3 separate regions of the Zea mays genome follow, and all the other regions are linked to region 1. Evidence: chromatin contacts called from public Hi-C data. All regions are on one chromosome and are shown on one strand. Each heading gives the region's core, a stretch centred on a gene start, on an enhancer-like site or on the middle of the called end of the contact. The rest is flanking DNA. Distances are from core to core; before and after follow the strand shown. Region 1 holds the start of LOC103654219 (nitrate reductase [NAD(P)H]). Region 2 holds the start of LOC100383585. Region 3 holds the start of LOC100502198.

Region 1 (4,896 bases), core at 1,414-3,913:
TTATATTCCCCAAAAGCGAGAATGGAGGCATTATTGATCTCCGGTTAGGGCATGAATTTTTGCAGACGATGGCCAGCTGACGTAGGGTTTTGAGGTATCAGAATGTGCATAATCATGTTTATGTTGTACAGGTGTAAATCAGCCAAGTTATTGATTACAAGTGTGACATGAGAAATACACATTAATAAAAACTCCAGCTCGGTTGTACAGAGATTGTGTTTGAACCCAGAAATTCATGTGGTTATGTCGTTTGATAATATATGTACCTGGCAGGGGTGAAGCTAGGCCTTTTTTTGTCAGCTGGCCTTGATAATTTTCTGGATATCTAATGAAAAAACGATGTCAATAACAAGAGTTGTATAATGAAGATCTAGTAGATAATACTAGATAATACCGATGACCCAGATAAAATATTTGCTAGCTTCGCTATTGCTACCTGGTATGATCAAACGGATGCCGCAAACAGTATTCAGCAGCTGTTTCTTTCAGGCGTGTTTAAAGTTTTTCCCCTGCTTTTTATGGGGCAATTTTCAAGGATTTTTTTGAGCATTCTGGCGTGTTGTTTCAAGAATTATGTTCTATACGTTCAATCAGGCGATCATACAAAGTGGACGTACGCCATATATTTTACTTGTCATTTGCGTTTCTCGTGATCTGATACCTAAAATTTGCTTGCACAACGGTGCTGTTCTTTTTTATTCTTGACTAAAAACAGTGTTCTTTTGTTTATGAACACAAAATAGTACGGTCGGTGGATATTAGCTGCACTAAAGCGGTTGCACAGGAGAACTCTAAAAAGTGCCCACCAATTCCTGAGATACGTAGTTTTGTAGCTCACGAGACCGACTGAAGCGTCAACAGTCGCGGCATTTGTTCTGTCGGCCGAGTCCGCAGGTCGTCCGGCGAGCGAGATGCTCGTTGGCCCATGACCCTTCCAGCGCCCAACGGCCTATACGATACGGTTTCCGCAGGCGCAACCGATCGAGCGACCCACCCCTCACCCGTGCACGCACACGCACAGATGCACGGCACGGCCGGTCGACCGCCCCAGCACAAGCCGCGTCGCCGATGTGATGGGTGGGCGAGTTGCGACGGGGCCGTGCCGCTACCGCCCGCGGACCGCGGAAGCAGGACGGACGTGCCGACGTGCGCCCGGAAAGAGGTCACTCGTCGGGTGTCGGCTAGTCGACTTCACGGGGCGTTGTTTCCGCATCTTTTACCCCGCGACCAGAGTCGCCCATGTTGTGCTCGGTAATCTGCTGGGGGTGATCAGCGTCTAATCCATGTGGTTAACTGGGCACGCATGGGCGTAACTGCATAAGCTTCTATGACAATTGTTACTCGTGAGTATTTACTCCATTAGGGCTAGTTTAGAAATAATATTTTTTAGGCTTGTTCGGTTAGCTCTCAATCCACGTGGATTGAGTGAGATTTGGTGAGTTTAAATCTCAAGCAAGTCAATGTTAAGAATGCTGTAATTTAGCTGCTCGCTTAAACATCTGGATCCTTTCCGACGTGAACATTATTACACGTGGCGTTTTCCAGCTTAGAAGAAGACATTATTACATTTCACTCGTTAAAGACCGAACCACAGCGGCGTGGCCTTTTTCCAGCTTAAAAAGGGACATTTTAGGCCTTCCGCAGAATTAATCCACATATATTAGGACGATCGTATGAGTGGCTCGTATCGAAAGTAGTCCTTCCACAGAAAAGTGTATATGTAGGAGGGGAGGACCAGGGCTTGGAGATGCAGTCGGTGCCGCTCTCCTTTTACGTGCAAACCTGCCTGCCTCTCCGTTTCATCTCCTCGATTCCCGTCCCGTCGATCATGAGGAATGTAGCATATTTGCACCGCAAATTTTTCACGTTTGCGCCACTAAAGAATGATCATCAGATACGCATAAACCGTCGTTCTACTAAGATGCGCATAAACCGTGAAGCACGCAGGTGGCTGCTCGAGTCTTGTAAGGCCTAATGAACTCCAGAGCATGGCCCGGGCGCCCCAGACTGATGGTGTGGCCGGACCTGACCTGACCTGACGGGCGCGCAGTTCAAATCACAGGACGAGAGCTCATGGCGCCACTGCACGGCGGCTGGCTGGCGCCAAAAAACAACGCTTGAAAGAGACAGGGCGTGAATGCGAGGTCGATCTCGATCGCAGATGGAACCGCAGGAGGACGCATCGGTTCATTCGCCATCCAGATGATGCTGAGCTGAGCTGAGCTCCAGAAAGCTCGCAAGTCACAGCAGCACACACACAGGCGCCGGCCGCTACGTCTACGTACTGGTGCTGCTGCACCTGCCTCTGCCATGCGCGGCTCCGGCATCTCCCGCGTTGGCCCTTGGAGGCGGCGGGAGGCAACCCCTGAGTCTTGATCGCCCGGTCAGCTGTTGCCAAAACGGGTAGTGAAGCATTGAAGTATGGCATCCATCCTCCTGGCCTGGCGTCTCACCACCGGTTACTTGGCCTGTGGTGACGCCAACAATTTTGCATACATGTGCCGCCCGCGCATATGCTGATACGTTGCATCAGCCATCAGGGGTAAGTATCATGCAGCAGTGGAGGAGCAGGACTGTAGAAGCCTTCGCGCTCGCGGCGCGCCTCCTCCTGCCTATATAAACCCCGCACCCCCACCTCCCCAGCTTCCAAGCGCAGGTGCCACTCGAGCTTCCAATTAACCTCGAGCTCTGGTCATAACAACCGTCACCTATTCGTACCTGCGACGACAATGGCGGCCTCCGTTGAGCGGCACCTGGCTCCTCACCCGTGGCCGGCCAATGCGCCTCCCAAGAGCTTCGACATGTTCCGCACCGGCTCCGACTCCGACTCCGAGGACGAGGACAGCATCCCCGCGGTCGACTGGCGGTCGCTGTACCGCCCTCGCCTTGAGGTGGAGCCGCCAGTCCATGACCCACGCGACGAGGCCACCTCCGACGCGTGGGTGCGGCGCCACCCGGCGCTCGTCCGGCTGACGGGCAAGCACCCCTTCAACTCGGAGCCTCCGGTGCCGCGGCTGATGGCGCACGGGTTCATCACCCCGGCGCCGCTCCACTACGTGCGCAACCACGGGGCGGTCCCCAGGGCGGACTGGTCCACGTGGACCGTGGAGGTGACGGGGCTCGTGACGCGCCCCGCCAAGCTGACCATGGAGCGGCTGGTGACGGAGTTCGAGGCCGTGGAGCTCCCCGTGACGCTGGTGTGCGCGGGCAACCGGCGCAAGGAGCAGAACATGGTGCGCCAGACCGTGGGCTTCAACTGGGGCCCCGGCGCCGTCTCCACGTCCGTGTGGCGCGGCGCGCGGCTCCGCGACGTGCTGCGCCGGTGCGGCGTCATGCGCGCCGCGGACGGCGCCGCCAACGTGTGCTTCGAGGGCGCCGAGGACCTCCCCGGCGGCAAGTACGGCACCAGCCTGCGGCGCGGGGTGGCCATGGACCCGGCGCGCGACGTCATCCTCGCCTACATGCAGAACGGGGAGCCGCTGGCGCCCGACCACGGCTTCCCCGTGCGCGTCATCGTGCCGGGCTTCATCGGCGGCCGCATGGTCAAGTGGCTCAGGCGGGTCGTCGTCGCGTCCGACGAGTCCGACAGCTACTACCACTACCGGGACAACCGGGTGCTGCCGTCCCACGTCGACGCCGAGCTCGCCAATGCCGAAGGTATGTTATGTATCTGCCTCGCTCGCTCGCTCGCTCATCAAATACGGTCTCTTTGTTTCTTCTGGACGCCGACGTGCGCAAGGCTAAGTGTGTGTGTGTGTGTGTGTGTGTGTGTGTGTTTTGAATGGTTTCGTGCAGCGTGGTGGTACCGGCCGGAGTACATAATAAACGAGCTCAACATCAACTCGGTGATCACCACGCCGGGACACGACGAGGTGCTGCCCATCAACGCCCTGACGACGCAGCGGCCGTATACGATCAAGGGATATGCATACTCCGGTGAGTGTGAGTCCAACAACGCAGCATTTCGTCATCCCATCTTGCATTGCCGACGACGCGCCGCGCTGCTTCGTGTGAATCTTTTCGTATACGCGTATATCTGAGGAGGAATCCGAATTTTGTTTGAGGTCGGCCTTTCACCATGTTAGAGCACTGTAAGACTATCTCTAGCAGAATCTATATTTCACTCACTATTTTAAACTTCATTATGTAAATAATGTAATACATAGTGTAAACCGGTACTTTGCGTTGTAGATGGCCTGAAATTACAATGTTGTGGGCTTTTGTTGGGCTATCCAAGGCTCCCTCTTCTCGTTTCCTTACTTTTTTTTTTCTCGTGGGATAAACGCATGGCGATGACTGTTGCCAGGTGGCGGCCGGAAAGTAACACGGGTGGAGGTGACACTGGACGGCGGCGAGACGTGGCAGGTGTGCTCGCTCGACCACCCGGAGCGCCCAACCAAGTACGGCAAGTACTGGTGCTGGTGCTTCTGGTCCGTCGACGTCGAGGTGCTCGACGTGCTCGGGGCCAAGGAAATCGCCGTCCGCGCCTGGGACGAGGCCATGAACACCCAGCCGGAGAAGCTCATCTGTAACCTCATGGTGAGTTACCGCTTCATCGTGCTTCCTTTCCGGTGGCTTCGCCGTCGGTCCGTCCGATGCTTGTCTTCCACGGCTGTGTTAGATTAAATGCACGTGTGGCTTGTCCGTTCCTGCGCGCGCGCAGGGCATGATGAACAACTGCTGGTTCCGGGTGAAGGTCAACGCGTGCCGGCCGCACAAGGGCGAGATCGGCCTGGTGTTCGAGCACCCGACGCAGCCGGGCAACCAGCCGGGCGGCTGGATGGCGCGGCAGAAGCACCTCGAGACGTCGGAGAGCGCGCAGGGCACGCTCAAGAAGAGCACGTCCACGCCCTTCATGAACACGGCCACCGCGCAGTACACCATGTCCGAGGTGCG
Region 2 (4,391 bases), core at 1,631-4,130, 360 kb after region 1:
GGCCGAAATTGATGAATGTCAGGCACCAGGGAAGCATTTGTGTATGTACTCCTCAGGTGGTTAAACCCCACCAGACCACCTGTCCTCTCAATTAGCACCTAAAAACAACCTTCCACGGTTCCTGCGGCGTCGACGGCGCCTCCTCTCTGGTCTGAGCACATCGGTGCTTCTACCTCCGGCCAAAACCATATCATTCTCGTCCTCCCCTTCCAAGGGATAGGAGTATGGAGTGGTTCCATTGGCACCATTGTTCACCACATAGTTGTCCTCGACATTCTCAGATGCACCGGTCACATTATGAAGCCTTTGGTGTTGATGATGTTGAGCAACTTGCCGCATAATAAAAAGTAGCATCCTTCGAGTGTTATCTGTCCCACGGTCATCATCAACATCAACATCGCTGTCAACATCCTCCAAATCCACTCCATCCTCCAAGTCTAGCACATAATCACCAAGAACAACAGCTCTGCCCATTGTTGCAGTGATCGTACTGAGTGCATCTTGTCGCTCTCTTTCAATCTCGAGCAATCTCCATTTTTGCTCAAGGACAGGATCAACTTCCCTTGGCTTTGCAAGAGGGTGTTCCAACTTGACATGCTTGCGGAGCTCCTTGTAGGTCCCCACGAATGAGCAACCGTCTTGCATGCATGTTCTCTTTTTTCCATTGAGGTAGCTTCGAGCTGGTTCTACCACTGTCCACCCTTTCACCTTGCCACGACACAATGGACATGCAAGGTCAATGGACTCGATTTTTTCTGCATCCAATGGCGCTGAATCCAGATCAGTGCCAACGCTATTTGCAGGAACTTCCTCAAGCAATGCCCCCTTGGTGTATGCTTTCTTGAACTGATCCAAGCAATTCGAGTGGCGGTAGCTAGTTCCACACATGTAAGGACGGCAGCCCTTATCGTGGGATGAACAGAGGATGAGCACAGCATTATGTGGGTATTCCATGCACACAGAGCAATTGGCATCTTCCCAGTCCATCTTTTGCAAGGCTGGCAACACTTGCTTTCGGTTGGATTTTTTCATTGCCTTTGCCTTCCATCGGTATGAAGGAATGGGATGGGTGGACTTGATCCGATGAGCCACATGCCTCCTAGCTCTCGCACTTCTCGCCATTTTCTCAGAGATCTGCCATAAAAGGTCATGGTTACATTCTTTGCATGGAACAGCAAATTTTGTGTAATGTTATGTAGGATTGTGCCACAGGTTCCTTAACATACATCATTCAGGATACGCCAAGCAACAGAAAAAGCAACCCTTAAGAGTATGCACAGAAAATGCCTGTGCCACCATGATGCCATCATGCGAGAACTAAATATACATGTATATATTTATCAAGTTGTCAACTGGAAACACATTTTTTTAATCTAAATATAATAGAATCCAGTTTTACAAAATAAGTATTGAAATGAGACCATTTCCACCAGATGGTGTTCTTCTCACAATGTAAAGAAAATAAATTGACTCTACGGCAAGGATATGAGACATCGAGTACCATATTACCAGAAAAAACAAAACTTTGCTCCCTACAAGACCTTTCCCTCTTCTTGGAGAAGCTTACGGAACTTCAGTTCAGAGTGGAGGATAAAAGCAAGGCGGGAGACTTTATAGGATCAAAACTGGCCGGGCAGGCAGAAAATGAAACAGACAGGTGGATCAACCAAAGGCATTAAATAATCATATCAATGGAGCATGTTAGATGTGATCTACATTCCCAATTAAATAATAAATAAAGTCAAGCAAGAGCCAGAAAAGTAGGTATAGGGGTAGCTCTCACATGGAGCACCTCATGCCTCATCTCAGATCTGTCAGATTAGAAGGGAAAACAACAGCAGATGGCTTTTAAATTGAACGAATCAAATGATTCTGCACTTGAGCCAATGATTCCGCCCTTTTGGGAAATGCTAAGTTACGAGTGCAAGCAAAGAACTCGAAGCAACCCCTTGTTCAGTGCAGATCGCTAGCACTAGCACTAGCACTAGCACATGGATGGGCGTTGGCAAAGGATTCCCTTTGCCACAATTTGGTCCAAAATCAAAAGCCAATCTTGCTGCGAAAGAATACACCTTTTTTCCTAATTAAAATCACCTTATCCACTCACTCAACAATGCACTAAGAACTAAGCGTTAGCTCTTTGCCTGGACCTCAAGCAAGGAATCATATGTGCAGTTAGTGTGAGATTAGCAACTGACCCAGCAACGAATTCACGAAATGGATCCTCATTTCTTCCCGAGGCACGCGTACGTCCTAGTCTACACGCAAACGATAAATTGTATGGAGAATAAAGAGGCCAACAAGTCAATGCTCTGAAAGATCAGAAATGCTCTGGCTATCTTCAACTAGGACAAAGCCTCACACAAGATAATTCATAACCAGAAGCGCCTAAACTTCGACTGGAGCGGCAAAATTCGCGCGGGAAGGACCAATCCTGTCGCGCCCATGCGAGATCCCTAGGCCGTCCGTCCGTTCCCAATTCCACCAGGAAAATCCCGGGAAAACTCACGTTTGGGCTAAGGCGCAGCCAGGCACCCAAGCCTGCGACACCACCACACAGGCAAGCAACGAAACAGCGAGCGCCCAAATCACCACGGGAGCACCCGAATTTCATCGAAGGCAAGCCTGTTCCTGCCCCCACCCACACGGCCAGGATCCCAAAGGAAGAGCCCTAGTGACCTAGTCCAGCAGGACCCAGTGCCGAACCGAGCCGCCGATTTCGTCGCAAGCATGGCAGGCATACCGGAGGCGCCCGAATCAGAAGCAGGGCCCGTACCTAGACCGAGGCGGGCGTAGACGGGGGCGCCGGATCCCGGCGGTCGGCGCGAGGAAGGAGGCTGGTGACGAAGGGCGTCGGACGGAGTGAGTGAGGAGAGGTTTGCAACAGAGAGGAGGAATTGGAAGGACGCGACGCTAGTTAAATGGCGCACATTTCGTCGCTTCTTTTCCTCATCGTTTCTGGTGGGATCCACATCATGGCTAGAGCCTGGAGAGTGGGGGGACACGTCCCGTGGACGCCGAAGCAGGTGGGGCGGTTGCCGTGCCGTGTGGCGGGTTCGCGTCGCGGTTACGCCGTTACGGCTCGTCGGGGGGAACGGTGCATGGACCAGTGGCTTACATACACCAAGGTAGGCGGTGCCGTGCAGTGCAGCCGTGGTCCGTGAGAAACACTGCGGTGAGGTCCCCGTCCGTCCTGTGGACCGCGCCCATGTAGGTGGGCTGGCATCTGGTGGGTGACGACACTGTGACGGAACCGCGGCCCGCCGGAGTCAGTGTCAGACCGGGGCTCGCGGCGTTTACCGCACAGGTACGCACGCCGCCGGGGCTGCAGCTGCAGCCTGCAGAAGAGTTTTCTCCGGGGCCTGCGTTCGGCCACTGTGATTTCTGCGAGATGGGAAAGAAGGGACGGGGACGGATAAGGTTGGATTGGCCTCGCTCATTTCTGGATGGACAGAATAAAATGCATGGCGCACAGCCGCACAGGCATGCATCACTCCTGAACGAGAGAATTTGCAAGGGCATCAGCGCCACACAGCCATTCCGCGCCGCACGGGATCCAAAACAGTTGATCGGAGGGTTGGAAGTTGGAATGCAAAGAGGGTGGCGGACTGTTGGTGGGGCAGATCACATGGGTAGCCTCCGCCGGATCGGCTGCTAGATGCAGCCACAACTTTCAGGTTAGAGCGGTCCCAACCCTCAACACCATCTAGTTTTTATAGCATTAATTTGGTTGTCACAAAGATAATGTTCAAGTAATTAAATGAAAAAAGCTTATGATATAATAAGAAAAGAAGAGTATTAAATTCAGTTTAATCTATATTACTCTATTAAAAATCTAACGTGGACATGTGGTGCTACCATAACTTCCCTCCTCTCTATGTCCAGCGCCCGCGCAACGCACACAAAAAATAGTACAAAGAGAGCATTGAACTCACGCCCGTGGTGCTACCATAACTTCCCTCCTCTCTATGTCCAGCGCCCGCGCAACGCACACAAAAAATAGTACAAAGAGAGCATTGAACTCACGCCCTCCGCTCCAGAAATTTGAGACTAACCACTAAACCAAACTTACCTTAATGTTTAGAAATAAAAATAATTATATTTATAGTCTAGACATCGCTCCCTCTATGTTCCCCCGCCTCGTGGCAACGCACGGACACATACCTAGTAATATTGATGTTTGCATTGGACAGGTAGTGTCTAGTACTAGTTTCTAGATGACGTGGATGATATTGATGTTTGCATTGGACAGGTAGTGTCTAGTACTAGTTTCTAGATGACGTGGATGCTATAGAAACTATAAGTAGTGTCTTATGTTGGAACTGTTTTATGAAAGACACCGTTTTGTACTAAAATTGTAATGTTTATGGAGTTAAGTTTAAAATAAAATA
Region 3 (4,498 bases), core at 1,411-3,910, 400 kb after region 1:
CGAGTGTGGGAATGTTCTGGAGCCAAGGGGCTGAGCTTTCTTGCAGCTGCCCCTGCCCCCAGGGGCGGATCTACACCCGGGCCACCCGGTCCGTGGTCCGGGGCTTGATCCATGTAACTCTATATAAGTCTCTATTTACACGGTATAAAATTGTTAAGATAAAATGAAGAGAAGGAAATTTAGTAGATTTGGCCGGGTCATAAAAAAATTCTGGATTCGGCCCTGCCTGCCCCTGCCCCTGCCACACCCTATGGTGGTTTATAATATTAGTTTGATAGATGGATCTTTTTATGTATAAAAGATCTTGGCCGCCGTAAGGCGGTTCTCTGTATCTCGGTCTATGTTAACACTATAATTTCTTCTTTTTATTAATATAATGATACAACTCTTCTGCGTGTTCGAAAAAAGAATATTTCCTCATCAGAAGAATTTTTTTCTCCGTTTACATTCCGGTGAAAAAAACTAACTTTTCCATCACTGTTCTCTAATAAAAGAATTCCCAATGGGGGATGCCATCTCTAGTTGGTTACGACTTGTGAGGCTCACCTGGTGGCGAGCCCATGCTGACTATGGAGAGGCGGCACCGGGCCGGTGAAGACGATGGAGGATATTGAGCATTCATCGTGGTCTGCCTTCAGCGTGAGGCTTTTGGGCAACCTCTCTTGCCACCAGGCAACAAGCCCCATTGCCCCATTGGCCTTGGATTCCAGTGGGCTACTTCAATTCTATCCGTAAAAGAAAATCCTGTCCAAGACGGGGTCAGCAATCTTACGTACCTACAGATGCAGAACTGAAATTGTCGGGGTCGATGTCAACGACAACGACAGTGCTGAAGTGCTGATGCTGGCTCCTCTGCTCATGATTCATCAGAACGGAGCAGAGTTCGACTGGTGCTCGCGAGCATGGAGAACAGGAGAAGTGGAGAACGGGATATTCGTTGGAGGGGTGGGCTAGCCTAATGATGGCCCAGTAAGAGCTAGGCGGCCTCGTGAGCATAAACAGGCCTGCGATGTCATGCCGTGCGTGAACTGTCCGTTTGATGTGGAACGTGTGCGGGCCAGAAAATCGTTCACCAGGCCCAAAGTAGTATGCCAGTGAGACCAGCGAAATTTACGAGTGGCCCATTGTTTGAGGCTGCAGTTGCAGAGCAGTTTCTGCTACTGACAAGGAAGTTTCTGTCTCTGAGAACACTGAGAAGTTTCAAATTTCAATTACCCTTCAATCTTCGTCGATGCAAGTTGTATGTCTACGTACAACAACCTTTTACCAGTTCAATAGCATCTTCAAGTAACTCTCTATTTTTTACTCTCTATTTACCTTTTCATAGAGATTACGCTTTATACGTAGCATCTCATTATAAGTTAGTTTGGCTAGTCAAAGCATCTCCAAGAGACTATCTAAATAGCTTGTCAAACTAAATTGTACTTACTTAATAGCAAATAGCTCTGCAACAGACTAACCATTTAACTTGCCAATAAATTAACTCCCTCACTAGCCAAATTTGGCTAGCAACTCTCGCTAGCCAAGCTAATTATATGTTGGAACAAGATGTTATATATAGAGTTTAATCTTTATGGAGAGACAAATAAATAGTTAAATCGAGAGTAAAAAATAAAGAGTCTCTTGGATCAGAGTGGCTAGCCAAATTTGACTACAGTTAGAGCATCTCCAAGAGATTAGTCAAATGGTTCAGCAAGCCAAATTTGGCTACTCAACAGCAAAATAACTCTCCAACAGACTAGTCATCCAACTCGTTAAGCTATCCGGCTATTCAAATTGGCCCCGCTCTAGTCAATTTTGGCTAGCCGCAAATTAGCCAAACTAAATAGATAATCTATTGGAGTGAGATGCTATATATAGAATGTAATCTATATGTAGAGTGTCATATAGAGAGTCAAAAATAGAGTGTCTCTAGAAGATGCTTAGGTCATGTTCCAAATCTCTAGAGCTAATTGTTAGTCAGCTAACAAGTTATTAGCTAGGATAGAGCAGCTAACAACTAATAGCTATTTGAGAGACATGACTAACAATTAGCTGGTTTATTAGCTAACCTGTTCTAAACTTGTCAACTAATTTTAGTTGACAACTATTAGTTTTAGAGATTTTTGAACATAGTCTTTTTTGCTATTAAGATTATCTCTAGCCGTCTATCTATCCCCATAACTATATTCAGGACTAACCGAATTTACTGATTTAGCCACTCTCTAGATTAGATTTTACAGAAAAAAGTGCAGTCTAATCTAACAGACTCGGTAAACCACAAACTAAGGTTACCCAAAAATAAAGAGCGAAGTTGGAGGGATAAAGTGCCACTAAATTTAAAGTCATTTAGAGAGTCTATTGAAGACGCTTTTTCTAACATTAGCTGAATTTACTTTGACCAAACATATTACTAATCTATTGGAGTTGCTCTAAGTAACTTAAAATTAGCTTTACAAGTCATTTTGCTGGTCTCTTTATTGTTAATAACCAACGGTAAAAGAAAGATACAAGGAAAGCAACGGCGAATCCAATCCACGTCCAAACGAACTTTGACAGAAGTGTTCAGGTTTACACGCGCGAGTTGACCGGAGCTTCCTTCCGCATTTGCTTCAGCGGCTAACTCGGCGTCATTACGACGCCGTTTCGCTATCGCGTTCCCATCTCCAGTTCGTTTCATAGCCGGCGAAGAATTTCTTCGTTACTTTACTTCCAAGCGGAGTCCAGGGCAAAATTTCACAGTAGTGCGCAGCTTCAGTTCAATATACCCTAGCGCCTCTCTTCCCCCACAGGGCTCTTTCCCGTATGAACGGGGCCCATATCGCCGCCGCCTCGCCGGAGGCCGGCGGGTCGTCCTCGTCGGCCTCGTCTTCCGGCGTCTCGGCGTCCGGGCGCTCCTGGCTGCTCAAGGGGGTGCACCTGCGGCGGCGGCGCCGGTGGCGGCGGCAGGTGGCCGTTAGGGGAGGGGTGAGAGCCGATGGCGGCGATGTGCAGGATCTTGCGCTGCCTCTCGGGATGTCCTTCGCGGCGGTGCTTGCCCAGGTGAGCGGGATGTATCTTGCCTCTTTCTCTTCTTGTCTACGCCGCGGTAACCCAAAAATTCAATCTTTACCCTTCGTGCGGTCTAGCTTCTATTGCCATGTTTGGATGGTTTTACACTTTTGTGCGAGATCATACCGTGTACATATGTTCTGATGGAATATGCAATAACCAAACATGAGGCGTTGCTCAAACCACTGAAGATTTCTATTTGATTCAGTGCAAAATCTTGAGTTCTGTCGAACTTGGGATAATGCTGTTTGATGTTAAAGCCTTACCTGGGGAAAGAAGGCCTCAATTCAAATTGACAGAATTTACAAGAATTTTGAAATATTCAGTTCCGACTGGGGGAAAAGAATCGGAACTGTATACTTTTATATACTTGCTATAAAAGCCGAGTTACATCTGTTCTTGCTTGGCTCATGTTTTTTTGGCTGTTCAGTTCAGAACTTGCCATATGAATGCACCACATTGTTAAAGGGCTGGGGACGAGGTACTTTGATTTTTAATGCTATCTTGATTATAGTTGTTTGACTTGTGTTCTGTTGTTAACACTTATTTTTTGTTTTTAAAATAAATTCCGAGTTTGAATATTAAGCACTGCATGCTTGTTTATATCAAAGTGTAAAGGTATGAGCATCTCATCCTAATATTCTAACTGATAGTGCATGTTGGAATGTTTGCTACTTATATTTTGGGCCTAATAGGAGGAAGTAAATTCTATCAGTAACTCAAATTGTACAATAAGTGAAATGATTTAGGTGGATGTACTTGGGGCAACACCAATCAGCTTCAGAAACTAACACCTCCTTCTCTTACAGGTTGTAAATAGATGCGCTGGTTCTGAAGGGGGATTACGACCTGATGTCCTCTCAAAGGTACAGATGCGGCTTCTCATAAATGATTAGGCCTGCAAATGGGGTGGTTATAAATGGGTATTTTGGGTGGGTTTTAGAAATAGGTTTGATTTAGATGGGCTGTGATGGGTTTTAATTAACTATGAAGTGGTTTGGTTGGGTTTATTTCATATTGTGGGTGGAAACGGTTTATACCCATGGGTGTATATGGGTTCTCCACAGGCCGTCGGCCCCATGGGTCCTCACCCACCCGACACAGACCATGTCACCGACTGCCCCCACCCCCGCGCTTGTCCGCTCGCCAGTCGACTTGACGCGAGCGCCTCCCCATCGTCCCCTGTCCATCTTCTTCAGTCTGGTTCGTCGCCGTCCTGCCCCCAGGCAGCTTGTGCCTGCGGCTGCGTGCTAGCTTTATCAATCTCTGTCAGGGACGGGGTGCTGATGTGATGAGGGTTTAGCGAAGTTGACGGGCGCCAAGAGCCGGTCTCCTGGATCCCAACTGGCCCGGGGTTTGCTCTGGGGAGACACACCGGTCACCGGTGTGTGGACGGACCAGACCCCATTGCTGGGTCGATCTTCCTTGGCACGGTTCAGCTTTGGAGTTTCAGCTCAGAGTCAGAGAC

The links. A called contact is a pair of places that touch in the nucleus more often than the background predicts.
Region 2: a Hi-C map of leaf shows a contact between it and region 1, with 4 times the contacts expected there. The contact joins the promoter of LOC100383585 here to the promoter of LOC103654219 in region 1. A contact is called at or near these places in 5 of 25 Hi-C or Micro-C datasets (bundle sheath, ear and leaf).
Region 3: a Hi-C map of ear shows a contact between it and region 1, with 2.3 times the contacts expected there. The contact joins the promoter of LOC100502198 here to the promoter of LOC103654219 in region 1. A contact is called at or near these places in 5 of 25 Hi-C or Micro-C datasets (ear, leaf, root tip and 2 more).

What each region holds. Positions count from the first base shown.
Region 1 is chr4:182,649,923-182,654,818 of Zm-B73-REFERENCE-NAM-5.0, forward strand. It overlaps LOC103654219 (nitrate reductase [NAD(P)H]), which reads left to right and starts at 2,664. Exons shown (of 4, transcript XM_008681046.2): 1 at 2,664-3,657; 2 at 3,796-3,936; 3 at 4,307-4,539; 4 at 4,664-4,896. The coding sequence starts at 2,730. LOC100279342 (E3 ubiquitin-protein ligase COP1) reads left to right here. Exons shown (of 14, transcript NM_001152363.1): 14 at 1-186.
Region 2 is chr4:183,007,849-183,012,239 of Zm-B73-REFERENCE-NAM-5.0, forward strand. LOC100383585 reads right to left here and starts at 2,881. Exons shown (of 2, transcript NM_001176233.1): 1 at 2,777-2,881; 2 at 1-1,134. The coding sequence starts at 1,122. The coding sequence ends at 88.
Region 3 is chr4:183,045,311-183,049,808 of Zm-B73-REFERENCE-NAM-5.0, forward strand. LOC100502198 reads left to right here and starts at 2,661. Exons shown (of 5, transcript NM_001363232.1): 1 at 2,661-3,021; 2 at 3,840-3,896. The coding sequence starts at 2,785.